Linked DNA regions of Oryctolagus cuniculus: region 2 is linked to region 1. The links are chromatin contacts, called in public Hi-C maps. All regions are on one chromosome and are shown on one strand. The core of a region is the stretch at or near the end of the contact, and the rest is flanking DNA. Distances in the headings are between cores, read along the strand shown.

What was found. Hi-C and Micro-C count contacts between places; a contact is called where the count stands out from the background.
Region 2: a Hi-C map of an unstated tissue shows a contact between it and region 1, with 5 times the contacts expected there. The contact joins two enhancer-like sites. A contact is called at or near these places in 5 of 6 Hi-C or Micro-C datasets (ear pinna, embryonic fibroblasts, psoas muscle and 2 more).

What each region holds. Positions count from the first base shown.
Region 1 is chr9:110,750,875-110,754,288 of mOryCun1.1, forward strand. The region is part of intron 1 of GSG1 (germ cell associated 1); the gene reads right to left. Among named protein-coding and RNA genes, the nearest start is that of GSG1, 3.8 kb to the right of the region's middle. Within about 2 kb of position 1,682, at least 1 of the 8 cell types and tissues checked has an H3K27ac peak or open chromatin away from gene starts, as enhancers often do.
Region 2 is chr9:110,879,064-110,882,863 of mOryCun1.1, forward strand. EMP1 (epithelial membrane protein 1) reads left to right here. Exons shown (of 5, transcript NM_001082357.1): 2 at 920-1,034; 3 at 2,877-2,973; 4 at 3,080-3,220. The coding sequence starts at 957. Among named protein-coding and RNA genes, the nearest start is that of EMP1, 14 kb to the left of the region's middle. Within about 2 kb of position 2,203, at least 1 of the 8 cell types and tissues checked has an H3K27ac peak or open chromatin away from gene starts, as enhancers often do.

The DNA.
Region 1 (3,414 bases), core at 432-2,931:
CAGGTAAGCCACGAAGTCATGTTTCTCCCTTACTGTATTTGTGCAGTTAGTTTAAGGGATCAAAATCAGGTTCCCTTTAACTTCAATGTTTGTCCATGTCTGTCCAAGTGAGTCTCTTTGGATCCTGCTTTTGTCACCCAATATAGTCTCAGATTGATGTGAACGAGCTAAGTGGATAACATGGACGGATGTCCAGGCACGTTTTCTGTCTCACCCAAACGACCCTTTATCCGGTCTGACAGAACAAGCAGGAATTCTGTGATCACTTTTACAGTTGAATTGGCTCTGGGCTTCCTGGCTCCACAGAGCCAGGACAACGCTGGGTGGTGCTATCCCCTCACACTTCTTTCCTCTTCCTGCTTCCTTCCACATCAGGGAGATGTGGGTGGAGGTGGCCCCTCCTCCCTGTAGGACTGCTCTTTTTCCTCCTCGGGCCTGCTCCCTGCACACCCGTGCAGGAGCCCATGTGTCAGCCTGATGGAATTCACCGCTCACAGTGAACTCTGGGGGCATCCAGCCACTCCCTGGGGCACGTCTTGTAGGATTGCTTCCTGTAGCACATTTTTGTGTGGCCAGTTCCACTTTGCAGTGACTCCAGAGATCCTCAAATACTTCCCATGGGAAATCCAACAGCACACTATCAGAAAATACGGGCAGCCAAGGCTTCCTGATGAGCTTTCCTCACATTTTTCTGTCCTGAATGGTGTCCTCATTCCCTCTCCACCCCAGACCCCTGAACACTCCTTTTTCCTCCTCTGCACTTACACCCTTCAAATACTTGCAGACACTTCTCATATCCCGCTTGAGTCACTGGTTTGGCAGCCTTGTGTCTTTGGTTTTTATTGCCTCTGCTCATAAACCGCACCCCTTGTGCCTTAATAGCCTGAAGTTTGCCTTCTCCAGGGAAAAGGGGATAGGAGGGTGGAGTCATTCATGTGTTGCACGAGGAAGCCCAGAGGTAGATTTAGAGTGAGTGGGAGGAAACCCCAGCTTTGTGGCTGCCCGCTTGGTTGGGCCCCTTCCAAGACCCTGCTACCTAATTTCTACTTGTAATTTTATTTTTCTTAAAAAAAAAAAAAGATTTGATTTTAGGACTCCACAAAGCCTGGATCCTCCCAAGGAAGCGGTGTGTGTTTTGTGTGCGTGCTGGCCCGGCTGTTACACACGACTAGTCTTGTGCTACCCCCTCTCCAAGGACTCTGTGCCACAATGTCCAATTTCCTCTTTGTGACAAAACATGGGTTTCTCTGCCTGGCCGCAAAAATCGGAGCCCAGCATCCCACTCACTTCCTTTCATTGTAATTTGGGCATGTTAATATTTTTTTTCTTCCCTTTCCTCTCTCAGAAAAAGTAATTGCTAGTCAATGCAACATAAATATAATTAGGCTAGGCTCCGAAGCTCATGACTCAGTACAGACACAAAGATTCCACATCTCAACACAGTATTTAACTTTTGTGTGTTCCCATTTCAGGGTGCCTTCCACAAGGATATGTATGCACCTCACCATTTGTGACATCACAAAACCTAGAGGTGGGACTGAGCTGATTTACTGAGGTTCTCAGTCACTATTCCTGGGGGTGTTTGAAAAAAACTCCACATTTATTAGGTAGTTGCAAGGTGAAACAATGGTCTTGGGCACCAGCTGTCCTTTGTAAATGGGATTCAGTGCATTGCTTTGTGAGTCCGCTGTGGATTAGAGGGGATCCCAATGATCGAATGATCAGTAATGCTGAGCGTCAGCAGGTTGTGCACAACATCATTCCTTCAGTGCCACAGCCTGGGGGTAAGGATCCCAGTGTTTGGTTGAGTTTGTTTATTATTTGAAAGGCAGAGTTACAGAGAGGCAGAGAGAGAGAGAGAGAGAGAGAGAGAGAGAGAGAGATTCTTCCATCTGCTGGTTCATGCCCCAGATGGCCGCAACAGCAGGAACTGGGCCAATCCGAAGCCAGGAGCCAGGAGCTTATTCTGAGTCTCCCACATGGGTGCAGGGGCCCAAGGACTTGGGCCATTCTCTACTGCTTTCCCAGGCCATAGCAGAGAGCTGGATCAGAAGTGGAGCAGCCGGGACTCGAACAGGCGCCCATAGGAGATGACGGACGGCACTGCAGGCAGTGGCTTTACTTGCTATACTTGCTATGCCACAGCACCAGCCCCAGATTTTTTTTTTTTTCTATATCATCCACACTGGCACTTCCTTTAAGTTTCATTGACCTTCCCTGGCGATGATGCCTCTGTTCACCCTGGAGACAGATTTCTGATCCATGTTTATCAACTCCTTTCTGTTACTAGAGGAAAGACCGGAGTCCAGTGTAACCGTTTTGACTGTCAGTGAGTTCTCTGCTCCTGTTCCAGCACGCACCTCTCTCATGGGAATCATCACACGGCTGGCTTGTGTATTAGGATGCTCATGTGACTTTAAGTTGCTGGATAGAGTAGCAGCTGTGTTTTACTCATGGTTGAGCCTCAGGACCTAGCACTGTTTTAATACTCACCAATGAATGAAAGAGGTTCGCAACACAAATAAGCCTCAGGGGTTCACTTAGGGAGCCTCCAGGTAAAGATGTGAATGAAGCAGTGTGTCCAAACAGCGACCAGATGATTCCTCCCGACTCACACTCACAAGAGCCGAGCGGCTACCAGTGTCCGTAGATCCAGACACACCCTACGCCTTTCTACGCAGATGCCCCGAGTTTCACTCGATTCCCTGCCAAGAGATTTCCTCCCACCTGTGGAAACATTCCTGCTTTTCAATGAGCAAATCCCAGAAAACAGCAATGATTTAATGAGCAAGCATTCTCTCTAGTTCACAGAGACCAGGGAACAAACAGAGCACTCAAAGGCCAGACTGGAAACTCTGTTTCGTCGTTTCGCTGGCTGGGTGATTCCCTACTCATCAGAGCCCCACTAGATGTGTCTGAAATGTCACTCCAGTGCCGATGCTGGAGTCCTTCACCGGTGGGTGAAGGCAAGCACACGGGAGGGAAGGGCAGAGTGTTTGCCACCAAAACACTCTTGCTGGGTGGCCAAAATGTCTACAACGGCCACAGGACACAGCTCTGAGATAATTAATTATTCTCAGCTGTAATCAGTGTCAAGGATCCACAGAACTCCAAATGCTCAGGGAAAACGACCCCAGTCTTTCTAAGGTGGGTGCGGGCGCTGGAACACTTGCACTCGCGTCAGCCCGGGGCCTCTCGCGCGCCTTTCCCTTTCCGCTGCTGCTGCATTGTTGGAGCGCTTCTGCGAATGCAGTCACTTCCAGGAGGGGAAGCCGTCCGTCGTCCAGGCCCCAGCAGCTGCAGTGAATCACCGGGCCCGCCATATTCGCACATCCTGTGGGGCAATCGCTCACGCCGGGAACGACACCCTCGGGGCTCGGGCTTGCGGGCTCTCGGGGACCGCGGGGCGGGGGA
Region 2 (3,800 bases), core at 953-3,452, 130 kb after region 1:
AATTCTCAGTCTCCCAGCCACATGTCAGCCTCTGCCTGTCTTCTGTATCAGGTCCTGAAGGATTGGCATTTGTGCCAACATCATGCACAAGTAGAAGGCACATTTGATGGGACGTCAAGCTGCACACTCCCAGAGATCCCAGAACTGTCACCCTGAGCTGTGGTGTTCGTGACCCTTGCCCCAGATGGAGAGCAGCTTCCCTACCCCGAGGCACCCACAGCCAAAGCCTGGGGTGCAATAATAGTAGTCTGCAATGTTCCATCAGTAGTGATCAGACCATTAAACTGTAATTAGGTTGTTATAATTATTGAATACCAAACAGCATTATAATAATAAAAGTTGTGTCTCACATTTTATATCACACCTGGGATCAAATTAGTAGCCTGTTCAGTGTATAGGCATTGAGTAATAACTGTTATTCTGCAAAAGCATTCACTGCTATTAAAATTGCTGGCTGAGCAGTTGGATGGAAGGAGCCTGGGCGCTTCCCAAGTGGAAAATGGAAATTTCTCTGACATTGTTTCACAGAAACCTGGAAATTACAAAAACCTTAAAAAAAAAAACCCAAAGCCCTGCTTTTGGACTCTGAAACACAAATAACACATCAATAATTGCCATAAAATGTAACAGGCTGTATTAAAGAAATAAATATGTAACCACCTGAGAAGAAACAGAATTGTAATTACATTGAGGTGTATGTAAATAGATGAATAGGCACGCAGGCTAACTGGGAATGAGGTGAACAAGGTGTTTTCCAGACTAAATGATGGCATTGTGATACTTTTGATACAATGTGATACATTGTGATTACTTTTCTTGTAACTGGCTCATTTTAGCAAGGAGCTCACACTTGGGGGAGAGCAGAATTGTCTTAGTGCATAGCAGTAACCATTTGTGTCCCTTTCTGTTTTCTTTGCAGGAACTTTCTCCACCCACAAGTTACCAAACCAGCCACAATGTTGGTGTTACTGGCTGCCATCTTTGTGGTCCACATTGCCACCTGTGTGATGCTGTTTGTTTCCACCATCGCCAATGTGAGTCCTGTTCTCCTCGTTCATGCACTGAGAAATTAGCTATTTACAGAAGGAGCTACTAAAGATGTTTAAGCCATAATCCTTGCCCTTTGTGAGCTTCTAGCTTAGTTGTGGGAAAACATACACACGTACACTCACACACTCGTACTTCCAGCAATGGAATAACGCAGAGATCGAGGCAAGTGCTCATGGGAGGGGTCACACTAGGGGCTGTGGGTGTGTGGAGACTGCTGGATACAGTGAGCTGCTTCAGTATCTGGAGAAGGAACAGTAGACAGAGGGAGTCCCCTCAGGGAAGGCTGGGTGGAGGGAGAACAGAGGTGCATTCCAGCTAGGAGGGCAAGCAAAGGTGCACGTGTTGGAAGGACAAGCTCTATTCAGGGACAAGGACACCCATGAGGCTGGTGCAGAAAGCCCGACAGATGGGAGTGAAGGGGGAGAGGCTTTGGTTGCCAGACCTACGAATTCAAGTTCTGAGCACAGAGTAGAATGTGATGGGGGGATTTTGCCACTGAACTCACTAACTCAAATGAAACAACAAAAATATCCCATAGAGATGGCCACAGGTGTTTCTGTCTGAACCTTGGGCTGTCCTGACCTCTAGTGGTGGTTTATAATGCTCAATTTGCTTTTCTTGCAAATTTTCAAGACAGCACCTTGGGCTTAAAAAACCAAGGCCCCCAATTACTATGCGGGCAAATGATGGTTCCTGATTCTGTTTCGGTCCCTGTTACGGTTACAACATAAGTGGGTTTCAAGTTCAGGGAGAAGAGCTTAGCAAACATGGGCGGGTGTGATCATAACCAAGGCTAATCTAAGCATAGCTGTGATAAGATGCAACCCATTCCCGTGGGGCCTCCTCTGGATTTTGTAATTCCACCCTTCTGTTTGCCAACCCTGTGTGTCTCTGGATAACAAGCCTGATAAACTTCTTCAAAGTCTGTTAGTGGATGGCAAAGTACCGCCCATCTGGGAATTATCAGCCCCTAATATAGGGCTTGGCGCAGGGCTGTGTGATGAGCGAGGAACGGGTAATTGCTCGTCGCTGCCTCTGCGTTCTGTGTGTACAAGCACGTGCATGCTGTAGACAGCACCAGAGGAGGAATTGCTTAGGCTGGGCAGGAAGGGATGCCAGCTCCACGGTGAGCCCGGGGCAATGCATCGTGGTCACTCTTCCACATTCAGCTGCCACCATGGGAAAGCTCTTGCTGCACTGTTTTATTCTGAAATTACTTTGCCTGCTGTGCCAGTCGAAGCCTGACCCTTCTGTTCCCAGGAAAGCAGCTTACTGACCGGACTCATTATTATTTTCCTGGTAGCCCTCATGGTTCTGTTGTTCCAGTTGGACATTTTCCCTTGACCTTTTTTTTTTTTTCTTGTTAGCCATGACCTTAACTGAAATAATCTTGATGGGGTATACAAGGACTTTTCAAAAAGCTATGGAAAATGTGTATTATGAAAGCACTGTGCATGCATTTTTTGTCCCCATATACAAGTCTGTTTCAATTATACTTTCCATACATTTTTTGAAGCACCCTCATGTGAATTGTTCATCCTTAAAACCAATTTTCTCATGCAGAGTTTCTGTTTCTTGGAACCTTAGAATTTTAAACCACTATGGGTGAATTACTTCCTGGTGTGTGTGTGTGTGTGTGTGTGTGTGTAAGACATGAGGAATGTGAAGTCCAAAGAAGTTAGGGGATTTAATTTTTTTCTTACTCTCACATTCTCTTATCTCTTGGGACCTTAGTTATTAAGACTTAGTAAGCTGGCTGTTTCTTTTTTTCCTTTTATAACGCTGAGTCTGTTTTAAATCTATGCTTTGCTTCTTTCCAATTCTAGGTCTGGGTGGTTTCAGACTCTATTAACGCATCTGTAGGTCTTTGGAGAAATTGCACCAGTGGGGACTGCAGTGGAGGCCTGTCATACGGCCATGAAGGTATGTACAAAGACAGCAGTGCAAGGCTGACCTTGGTGTGGTGGGGGAAGCGCCTCCATTCTTGGAGTTGTCTGATGCCCTTGCTCTCCTCCCCCTGTGTCTGCAGATGCCCTCAAGGCAGTGCAAGCCTTTATGATCCTCTCCATCATCTTCTCCGTCATCTCGCTCATCATCTTCGTGTTCCAGCTCTTCACCATGGAGAAGGGAAATCGGTTCTTCCTGTCAGGGGCCACCATGCTGGTGTGCTGTGAGTATCTCAGGGAGGCCGGCTCCAGTGTGCAGAGCGGAGGCTGCTGAGTCAGTCTTACCTTGGGAGCTCCTAGTGACAGGCGTGGATGAGCACACGGCTTAGGGATACTGCCTTGTGCAGTTCTCTCCTCTGATTGGTCTCTTGTGGAGAATCTTGGATCGCTGCCTGGACAAAGAAGCCTCACCTGCTTCGTTGTTTAAGGCTAGCGCTCCTGTGCAGCTGCCAGGTGGCCGGGCCCATCAGTAGCGGTTGTACATATGAAGTTGAAGAAGGCAGGAAGGTGGGAGTCCTCTTGAAGACAAAAGCATAGCCACAATGCCCACGACTATTTCACTTTGCATTCTCCTGCCATTCCCCACCCTGTCCACCCAGTTTGGGGGAAGCCCATATTCTTTTGCACCCCTGCATACCCTGCCTAGATATGCTGAGGTCCAGATAAGGAAGTGGGGTGTCAAACGTGATGTTTTGTGTTTTATGCCACACCTGCAGCCACACAAACCAGCTCAGATATGAGAGCTCTGCCATCTCCAGTTTATCTCCAGGACCCCAAGCTTGGTCCAGGGCAAAGCAACAGGAT